2 separate regions of the Ovis aries genome follow, and region 2 is linked to region 1. A link is a contact called in public Hi-C data. All regions are on one chromosome and are shown on one strand. The core of a region is the stretch at or near the end of the contact, and the rest is flanking DNA. Distances in the headings are between cores, read along the strand shown. Region 1 holds the start of MACF1 (microtubule actin crosslinking factor 1). Region 2 overlaps MACF1 (microtubule actin crosslinking factor 1).

Region 1 (5,264 bases), core at 69-2,568:
AAGTATGCTGGACTCGGTCAAAAGGGCTGAAGTTTCCTCTCCTTCAGATGAAAAGAAACTAAAGGCCCAGTCACAAGGGCCCCAGCTGAATAAAACAGGAGAAAGTGCTGTCCATGTAGTTTCTGGGGAAATCTCCATGTCTGTGGCAAGCACAACCGCCACACAAAGCAAAATCCCAAAACTAGATGTTAAAAATCAAAGCATGGGCCTACCGAGGCCACGAATCCCTGCTTCCACTTAAAGGGCACCTCCAGCAGTTAGGCAAACGCGGTCCACCAGCCTCCGGGCCTGTCAAAACTTTCTCTGCAGACACCCAGGCTTTGGACAAGGCATTAACTTGCAGAACTGCTTAGCAAGAGAGCTTCCAGGGGTTGGAAATCCGAGCTCCCAAGACAAATTTTTAGGGGGTCGGGAGGACCAAGACCAGTAGACCCCTGCCTCGATCAGGCTGGAAGCCCAGGGGCTGGGGGTGGGAGGCGACCTCGTCACCAAACCTGCACGCTCACCGACCCCGCCCGACGCTCACCCACTGCCCCCCACCCCGACCCCCAAGGAACCAAGGTGATTCACAACCTCCGCTGCCACGCGACTGATCGGAGGCCGAAGGAGACAAAAGGGGGCGAGGGACCCCGGCGGGCACGCGGAGGTCCGAGCCTCTCCAGGAACGGGTGGCTTCTCCCGCCCCGGCTCCTCCTCCTCCTCCTCCCCGCACTCCCCGCCGCGTTTGGTCTCCGAAGCGGCGCCTGGCCTCGCCTCCTTCTAGCAGAGGCCAGATAACAGGGCTCATAATGTAACTAGTGCTGTGAAGCCGCCGTCCCAGGTGGGAGAGGGCTCGGAGGCTCGTCTCAACTCTAGAAACGAGCCGGCTTCGGCCCACGGCCGCTCCGGCCCGGCCCCGGCGCGGGTGGGCGCCACCCCGCCCGCCGCCCCACCTGCCGCGGGCCCCGGCTCCAGCCCGTCCCCGGCCCGGGCCGCCCGCCCGCCCGCCGCCGCCGCACCTTTGTAGCGCTCCAGCACATCCTCGTACGCCTGCACGAACTCCTTCTCCTGGTTGCGGTTGGCCGGCTGCTGACCCGGCACGTAGCCGGCCATGGCCGCCCGCGCCGCGCTCTCCCGGGGCCCCGGCGGGCGCCGCTTCCAGGCCGGCGCGCTGAGGCGGCAGCCCCAGCCTCGACCCCTTTGTGCGGCCCGAGGGCGGCGGTGGTGGCGGTGCCCCCGGCTCTCGGTTCTCCGCTCCGCGCCCGCCTCGTCCGGCCTGCCGCTCGCGCTCGGCTCCTCAGCCCGCTCGCGCCCCGCCGCCGGTCCCGCTGGCGTTTCCGCCTCCCCACCCCTCGGCTCCGCTCCTCCCTCAGCCCGCCCCGCCGGCGGCGGCGGCTCCTCCCGTCAGGAGCGCCAGGCCCGGCCCGCTCCCCGCCCCTCTCCCCGCCGCCTCCTCGGGCCCCGAGCGGCCGCCCCCGCGACCCCCTCCACCCCCACCCCCACCCCCGGGGTCTGTGGGCCCCCCGCGCGGCCGGGACGCGGCCGGGGCCGGGGTGGGGGGCGCGAGGCCGGCCCCCGCGGGGGCGTTCCGCCCGAGCCCCGCCGGGTGGGAGGCTCCCGGCGCGTCGGGATGAAAGGCCCGGCCGGCCGCCGCGGTGGGGGAGAGCCCCGGGGCCCACTCGGCGGGGCGGGCGGGCTGCCCCACTCGGGGCGGGCCCACACCCGGAGCCGGGACAAAGGAGGGAGCCCCCTGGCTGGAGAGAAGCCGAGCTGGGCCTGTGCCGCGGCTGGAGAAGGACCCAGGGACGCTGAAGGTTAGGGAGCGAGCCAAAGACCTAGATAGGTCGCAGGGCCAGACACGGTCAGGAGGAAGCCGGGGCAAGATCCAGACGGGCTGCCGGGCGAGGCCAAGGGAACACTCAGACCACAAAGAATCCCAGGAACAAAGGGTTTTCCAGAAACGGAAGAAACTGAATCCCAGCTCCATGAAATAAACCAGGCCAAGAACGAGGAGCCAGAGCCTGAGAAATGACAACTGAGGGAAGGAAAACAGGATTCTGACTGAACCGTGGGGTGAATAAGAGGAGAGAGGGGAGATAACACATCTACAGGGAACCGATGCAACAGGAATATTATTACACCGTGACGGCCACAGGGACAGAGGCTTAAATAAAAAGGGAGAAATGTGGGGACCTGAGGCTGAACAGAGTCTGCTATGCAACAAAAGGATTCTGGAGCCTAACTGCTCACAGAAGAAAAAGGCAAGCCACTAACTCTCTGTCCTCAGGGAAAAGGGAAAGAATGAAGAAAGAGTGCTGGGGAATGCAGGTAGGAATATACTGAGGACCATTTTGAGGAGGGCATTCCCAACATCCTCTGATCCTCCATTCAGGCCAGTATTCATGGGCTGCACTGAGGCAAGAGCAGTGAGGAACTCAGGTAAATGCAGGTGATTTTTTGCCCACATCTACACCTATCTAGCCATTATCCTTCCCAGCCTCCGCAAGTCTGTTAATTTTGGGGGTTTAGGGGGAGGGCAGCAGCAAGCAGGTGGGAATGTGGTTGTGAGTTAAAAATTAGGCTCACTGATCTCACAATAACAGCGCACTAGCAAGTCAAAAAAGAATTCATGTGACACTGAGCTGACAAATTTGGGACTTGGGCTTCCATTTCAGTTCCCATTCTCCAGATTTTTAAGAGAAGCTTCTCACCCCGGGGCAAGGCCTGCATCTCTGTACGCTATGAGTAGTGCCAAGTATTTGATTAGTGCTCAGCAAGCACATTAATAACAAGAAGAGATGATGCTTTTCACTGATAGGTGCTTGATGGTTGTTTCCACATCATACCATGATCAGAAATTGTGTGAGCAAGTCATTAATCATGTCTTTTTCCATCAAATTTTGCTGACCTGCCCAACTTCTAGGCATAGAGATCATACAGGGAAGGGCCTGAAAGAGGACAGACAGGGAGGCGCCTTGGACAAATGCTCGTTTCCTTCCAGTTTAGTCCTCTGTGCTCAGAAAAAGCTAGTTCACAGTTTGGCATCAACTGCTAATGAGCTCAGTTTAAGAAAAGGAAGAGAAGAAGCTTGAGGTTTATTCTTTTTAAAATAAAAGGCTTTCAGTAGAAAATGCAGGATGCAGAAGTCAGTGATTGATGGCATAAGCACATTTTTGGTAAACAGCAGAGAATATAGAAATGCTAACTCTGAGGATCTTGACTCTATTCATGCTGAGTCATCTGCATTTCCTATATTATTTCATAGCAGAGGACTAGGAAAGCCCAGACACAAACATACAGACACACACACCTCCACCCTCGCCCCCAAACAGTATCTGCCTCCTCATTTTCAGCACAGTAAATTGGAAAGTTGCTCCATCCCTTCCTGCGGCTGCTACATGCACCACTTAGCGAGCAGGTTGCTCAAGAATTGCCAAAGGTGAGGAAAGGCAAGTGCAGGAAGGGAATGAGAATCTGTTCTGGGAACCAGGCTTTGCTGGAGGCTTCGGGGGTGATCTGAGGGAGAGGGCAAGGGGTTGAGATGCCATTAAGAAGCATGGTAATTAAGGAAGAAAGTTCTGGTTTGGGTTGTGGCTAGAAGGGCTTCTTGACATGATTTGCATTTAAATGCTCCCAAGAGATTTTGAAGTAATGCATTCTTCTAATGAATGGAAAAGGGGAAGTCCACATGTTTGGCTGATGTTCCCGTTTTATACAGAGAAAATTTTACAAGGATAGAGGAACAAAGCGGCTGCTGGGGGGGTGGGGAGTGATGGGAAGAATGAAGCCTAGGCAGGGGAGTTTTTAGTTTTTTCCAGGCAACCGTCTAAATTTATAGCCAGACCACACAATTGGGACAGCTCTGAGGCTCTCTCCTTTTGGTCCATGATTTTCCTTTGCTCCAATAGTGAGACTGCTGTTGCATTTCCAAAGAGGCTGCCAAGGGGGAGCTGAAGGAGACAAGGTGTACTCCGAAGGGCATCTAGTGGTGGGAAGGGGTAATGCAAGTAAATAAAGCCCTATTTTCTCTGAGTGTCCTCCTCTTCTTAAAAGCCTCACCAGGTGCCTCTCTCCCTAAGGTTCAACTTCTTTCACCACCTCCTATGGGCTCTCTCTCCTCAAGGCCTCCCCACCTGCTTTTCTCCCAGGCCAGAACCCTCCACTGCTCTCCTCTTTTCTCCTGGCTCGCTCCTGCTCAGGCCTCTGCTGAAAATCTCTCGGATTAGTAGGCCCTCCTGCCTCTCTACTCCCCTCGGGTAATGACCATCACACTGGAGTTACAGGTTCAGTGTCTTCCCTCCTTACTAAGTCACTAGCTCCCTGAGGGCTGTTGTTTGTGTGTCTTGTTCACCACAGGATCCTTAGCATTTAGCAAATGACCTGGCCCAGAGGGTACTGATTAAATATTTGTTTTAACTTTCGATTAAATGCATGAATGACTGAACCAGATGATTCTAAAATACTCAGCTGCCTGTGGCTTCTGACTCCATAGAAGGCAAGGGTATTTAAGAAAGTATGCTTCTCCCACAGCTTCCCTTATCTCCGCCCGGCATTCAAAGTCCTCCATATTTTGACATCTACCTTCCTTTAGAGTCTGATTTCCCTTATCCCTAACAATCAAACTCAGAAGCTTCGCCTGGAATGTCCTCCATCCCCAGTTCCATCTAATGATCTCCTGCACATCTTGTAAAAGCTCACCTGAAAACGACCTGAGGTTATTTTTTAGTCAATTCAGATAGAAGAGGCTCTTCTCAAACATCCCAACCACAAACCCATTCTTTCCCCATTCCTGGGCAGCCACATATACTGCGCGTGCAATCTACCTACATCACGGCCTCCTAGTGCCCTGGTTCACAAATTCTTTGAGGCAGAAGAATTGATTTCACTTTCTTCATCATACGGCCGCACACAATGCTTTGCACCTAATGGGTGCTCAGTAAATATTTGCTGAAGGCAAGGGTGCCTTGCTGAAAACACACAGAGGTGGGGGCTGTGAACTAGATCTGTGATTCAAGACAACTAAGTCCAATTCAGTGGCCGAGAGCTGAGGGCAGGTCGTGCACAGAGAGGAAATAGGGAAGTGCAAATCATTTCTCCTGCTGGTGCTCCTCCAGCCTTTGGAAGGCTTACTCCTAGCACTTCTTCAGTTTGGCTCATGCTGCATTATTTTACATGTGTTAATTGCTGCTTTATAAATAAATTACTTGCTAGCAGGGAGGGTGTGTGTGTGTGTGTTTTCTCTGGTCCTCTTTGCAAAGGTACACCGTCTCTTGTGCTCTAACAGT
Region 2 (5,059 bases), core at 625-3,124, 130 kb before region 1:
ATTATAAATTCTTGATTTCTTTTTACAAGTCAAATACAAATGTTGGCTAGTTCTGTCCACAGAAAACACCCAGAAAGAGTGACCAACCCAAGAAGCACTCAGACTGTTGTCAATAAAGAATTTCAGTTCCTTGGAGAAGCTGCTAATCCTGGGCCTGAAACAGGAAATATACAAAAAGTATCTGGAACAGCTCTTCATACAAGAAATAGAGGACATTATCAAAGACTATATGGATCATGAGGAAGGACTCAGAGTCAATGTGAAAAAACTCACTGGCCAAAGGACGAGCTGAATATTACAAAGAATGACAGCTAATATTCAATCGGAACACATTTAAGTCTGGTAGAAATCCGAGAGTCACAGTGTTACTAAGGGAAGATGAGTATCAACAATGAAACTTTCATTGGTCTTACAGAGAATCTTAAGAGAATCAACTAATTATTTCGAAAACTGTTGAAACAGAGGGCAAAATTTATCTTGCCTTTCTTAAAGGAACTATCAGAGTAATTGATGAGGTAAAGTTCTGCTTTAGGAAAAAATTTCAGAATTTTGAGTATCACCATGTTGCAACTTCTAATGAAACAATGAAACAGTAGCTGCTAAGGGTGAAAGGGTCTACAAGGAATGGATCAGGCTGGTCACACCTGAACCCACCAATTAAGCTTAACATGATGAAAAGACAGATAACAGACATTCTGATGTGCAGCAGTCAAAGTATGCAACTCGACACCACCATCCTTGCCCTGCCCCAGCACAAAAAAGGGAATCTGAATGTGATCCAGCCTCAGGTCTAGGTCCAAAGCACCAGTTTACAGACAATACAGAAGGATGCAGGAGACTGTTAGAAAACATCCAGAGACGCCACCAGCATCTTTTCCATAAACAGCACAGGACAAAAGACTGATTTCTTTAACAAACAGTTAAGGGGACAAAAAGAGGGGAAGAGAGATTTTATGCAATGTGTGGGCTTTGGATTCGAACAAGCCATTTTTAAAATGAGATAACTGGGGAAACCTAAACACTGCTTAGACATTCAATGATTTTAAGAAATTACTGATTTTTACAGAGCTATAATACTGTGCTTTGCTTAAATGAAGACTCTTTCAGAGAGACACACTGAAACACTCGCAGATGAAATCATATGATGTCTGGGACTCCTTTCAAAATAACCTACTGGAGGGTTTGATGACTGGATCAGGAAGCAGACAGTGTGACTCTGCCCACGAGTTAGTGGCTGGTGAGCTCAGTGACGAGTACACGGTCGTTCTAAACCATTTCCTCTGCATTTATCAATGTCTGAAATTTTTCATAAATGTTTAAAGAGGGAGAATTCTAGGACATTTTCTTAATGGCATGCTCAGTTAAGGACCATTATCCCCACATCTTCTGTCCCAGGAGAAGTGTAACTAGCCAATTCCGTTTGCATTCCTTGGCCCCTGAAGTCCCCTTCTGTTGAGTGAGTTGCAGTCAGGAGAAAGGGAGACACAGCAGGCAGATGCCTCTTACCTCACGGCTACAGGATAGCACTGGTGTCTCAAAGTGAGAGATGGTTTGTGGCATACAAACAACCAAAAAGATGCCTCTAGAACAGCCCGCTGTTCATAAGACTGCCAAGGGGATAACGCTATGAAAGCTCAACAAGGTTCTTGTTCCAACCCTGCCAAGGCACACTTGCCAAGTTCATGTTCCTGGTTATCCCTATATCCAAAGCATGCCTGAGGACACCCTGTGGTTCCACAAAAACACATGTTACCTCCACGCTTTCCTAAGCATACTTATGCTGCAGATTGTCAGCAGCGGCTCCAAACCAGAGCCCCAAGAAATTATAATCCCTGAGTTCTCAGAAGTTCTCAGATTCTCAGGAATTCTGGGACACCTGCTGTTCTGCATTCACCCAGCAGGTGGCGCTGACTCCCCAACTGGGACATCACAGCCACAGGGACCCTGGAGTCAGCCCCTTGAGTGAGATATTTATATAAGCCTTCTTTTCCCACCTGCTCAAGAAGTGATCCCTGTCATCTATTAGCCTTGCATACAGCAGTTGGGTATTCGAGAGTTGTCTGAGAAATAGTTTGGTTAAGTTGAGCTAACGTGATTCAAGATAGTCTTTTTTATAAAAATAGGGCTGTGACTTTCCAATAGTACCTAGACTTGAAGAGGATTTGCCTTAGGGAGAAGGAACAGGAAGGCTGTGTAACCACGTGAACACTACCAAGATGCCACTGTTCTTGGTGTGATGGACGCTACAAGATTGTGTTTACAAGCACATATCCCAAGGTGCTTGCTATGAACTGAATGTTTGTGTCCCCTCGAAACTCATATATTAAAACCATAATAGCCGTGATGCGACGGTAACTGAAGGTGCGGTCTTTTAAGAGGTAATTAGGTTTAGATGAGGTCAGGAGAGTGGAGCCTCCATAATGGGATTAACACCCTTATGAAAAGTTGAAGGGACATGAGATCTCTGTGTATGCATGCCCCAAGGAAAGGTCACCTGAGGATATAACCAGGAAGAGGGCCCTCACTAAGGAGCCAACCAAGCTAGCACCCTGATCTCAGACATCCAGCCTCCAGAACTATGAGAACTGAATGCTTGCTGCAAACCACCCAGCCTACAGTGTTCATTACGGCAGCCCAACCTGACTAAGACAGTGCTACAATTAACCAGGCTTGTTTAAGATCATTAGAGATGAAGAAAAGTCTACATCAAGCAGGATTATAAGGCTTCACCCCACCCTTCCTGAGCAACAAATCCAACATCTCGCCTCATCCCTCACATTCTGAGTCCCCAAAGAGCCAGTTTTGACTCAGCTGGGCAGACTGCTAGTAACTAGACTGTCAGTGCCAGAGCCACAGCATAAATAGGTGAAAAATCCCCCTTCGTCATGCAAATGATGAGGAAGTTCTCGGTTTACACTGCAACAGCGTTGCCTCCAGGCCAATGCTCATCTTCCATTAGAGCCCCTGCTCTGCCCCCTCCCTCATTCACTGACAGATACGGAGAAGGAAGGCTCAGTGTGCCTGTGGAAAGCAGAGCAATCTCTACCTCTGTCTAGGCCACGTCCAGACTGAACACCAGGACCCCAGACTTCACAGACCCTACCTGGAAGTGCAAGATAATGGTCCAGATCAGGCCTAGGGTCAGCTTGGGGTTGCCATCTGTGATGTCATCGTTGCGAATATTCACTAGCTTCACCTGAAAAAGAAACAAAAGCTAGTCTGAGAGCTCTGCAACTTTTTGTTTTGATTTCATTTTTTATAGATTTTCATTATTCATACGCAGTTAATTTTTTTCGGTGTACAGTTTGAGTTTTCACATCTGTATAGATTTGTGTTAACAACCACTATAATCAGGGTAACAAAACAGGAGCATCAACCCCAAAAGGCGGGACTTTGTGCAGTCAAATCCTGCCTTCACCCCTAAATCCTGGCAACCACTGATCTGTTGTTCCCAGCTTTGCTTTACCCAGAATGTTATATAAATGGTGTCCCATAGTATGTAACCTTCAGATCCTGGCTTTTTTGTACTCAGCACAATGGCCGTGAGATCCCCATCCATGTTGCTGCCTGGAGCAATAGCCTGCCCCTTTCCACTGTGGAGGAGTATTCCTGTATACCTTATACCTGTATTCTACACACAATAGTTATCCACTCCTCTACTGAAGGGATCTGGGTTGTTTCCGTGTTGGGCCAGTTATGAATAAAGCTCTTATATTCATGCACAGTTTTTTTGTGTGAGTACATGTTTTCATTTCTCTAGGGTAAATTCATAGGAGTGGGATTGCTGGGTCATATGGTATACGTTTAGCTTTGTAAGAAACTGCCAAACAATTTTCCAGCATGATTGTACCATTTTGCAATCCCACCAGCAAAGCAATTTCGCAAGCATTTGCTATTGTGAGCTGCTTTTTAATTAAGTCTTCCCAGCCCTTTTTTCTTTCTCTGTCTTATTTTTTCAAGGTTGTGAGAGAGAGAGAGATCTGCCTCCCATCCCTCACCGCTCTCTGGCCTGTCCCACCTATTCCCCTCCTCCCACAGCACTTGCCTTACTCCTCAAATCTCATTCCAGCAACACGATGTACACAGACACAGAGGCCCTTCCCCCACCAGGGTGACTAACCATCCCTGTGTGCTGGAGACTGAGGGATTTCCTGGGATGGGGGCCTTTCAGAGTGTCCTAGGAAAACCAGCCTGTTTCCACCTCCACCCCGTGAGTCTCTGTCATACCCTCATGGAGCTCCTGACAACTGTGGCAGCTGCCGTGAAGCTGCCCTTCCTTTGTCTCTTCAGCTAAACCGAAACCTTCATGTACTCAAGACCTCAGGCAGCATCCTCACTTCAACTTAATGACCGGTGCTATAGACTGAATGCTGTGTCCCTCCAAAATTCATAGGTTAAATCCTAACACCCAATCCGAAGGTATCTGGAGGTGGGACCTTTTGGGGGTGATTAGGTCTTGAGGGAATGGGATTAGTATCTTTATAAAAGAGACCCAGAAAGCTCCTTGACCTTCCCATCACATGAGGACGCTGCTAAAAGCGGTCTCAGAACCAGGACCAGCTGTGCTACAGCACATCTGCCTCCCTCTTGGACTTCTGCAGAACTATGAGAAATGAATTTCTGTTGTTTATAAGCCATCGGGCCATGATATTTTGTTACAGCAACCTGAACAACCGGGACACTGGGCGAGTTCTGCCCCTTTCCTGCATCTCTGTCTCCTCTTCTGCACACTGGGGGCAGGAGGCCCTGCTTCCTGCCTCAGTGCAGGTCTTCTCATCACTATGGCCCATAGCTGGTGGGCTGGCAGCACCAGCCAAGTACACGTTCCCCCGCCCCACTGCCGGCAGCTTTCCCTGTGGATTCTGAACACCTCCTCGGCCAAGCCACCTTCCAGTGTCTGCCAGTCCATTCCTTGGAGACCTCACACCTAACTCCTACCTTCCCTCCCACATCTTCTACCATCTCTCTTGGCAATTTTGGCATCAGCTCGATGGCCCAGGTGTCGCCCCATCTGTATAACTCAGCTGCCTTCCCACTTCGGATGACTTTCATTTTCACT

The links. Hi-C and Micro-C count contacts between places; a contact is called where the count stands out from the background.
Region 2: a contact with region 1 is called in a Hi-C map of hypothalamus, with 5 times the contacts expected there. The contact joins the enhancer-like site here to the promoter of MACF1 in region 1. A contact is called at or near these places in 10 of 16 Hi-C or Micro-C datasets (blood, hypothalamus, liver and 6 more).

What each region holds. Positions count from the first base shown.
Region 1 is chr1:13,794,807-13,800,070 of ARS-UI_Ramb_v3.0, reverse strand. It overlaps MACF1 (microtubule actin crosslinking factor 1), which reads right to left and starts at 1,318. Exons shown (of 100, transcript XM_060395413.1): 1 at 999-1,318. The coding sequence starts at 1,092.
Region 2 is chr1:13,928,201-13,933,259 of ARS-UI_Ramb_v3.0, reverse strand. It overlaps MACF1 (microtubule actin crosslinking factor 1), which reads right to left. Exons shown (of 100, transcript XM_060395413.1): 5 at 3,104-3,196. Among named protein-coding and RNA genes, the nearest start is that of TRNAR-GCG, 27 kb to the right of the region's middle. Within about 2 kb of position 1,874, at least 13 of the 54 cell types and tissues checked have an H3K27ac peak or open chromatin away from gene starts, as enhancers often do. A contact at or near this core is called in hypothalamus, where this site is marked.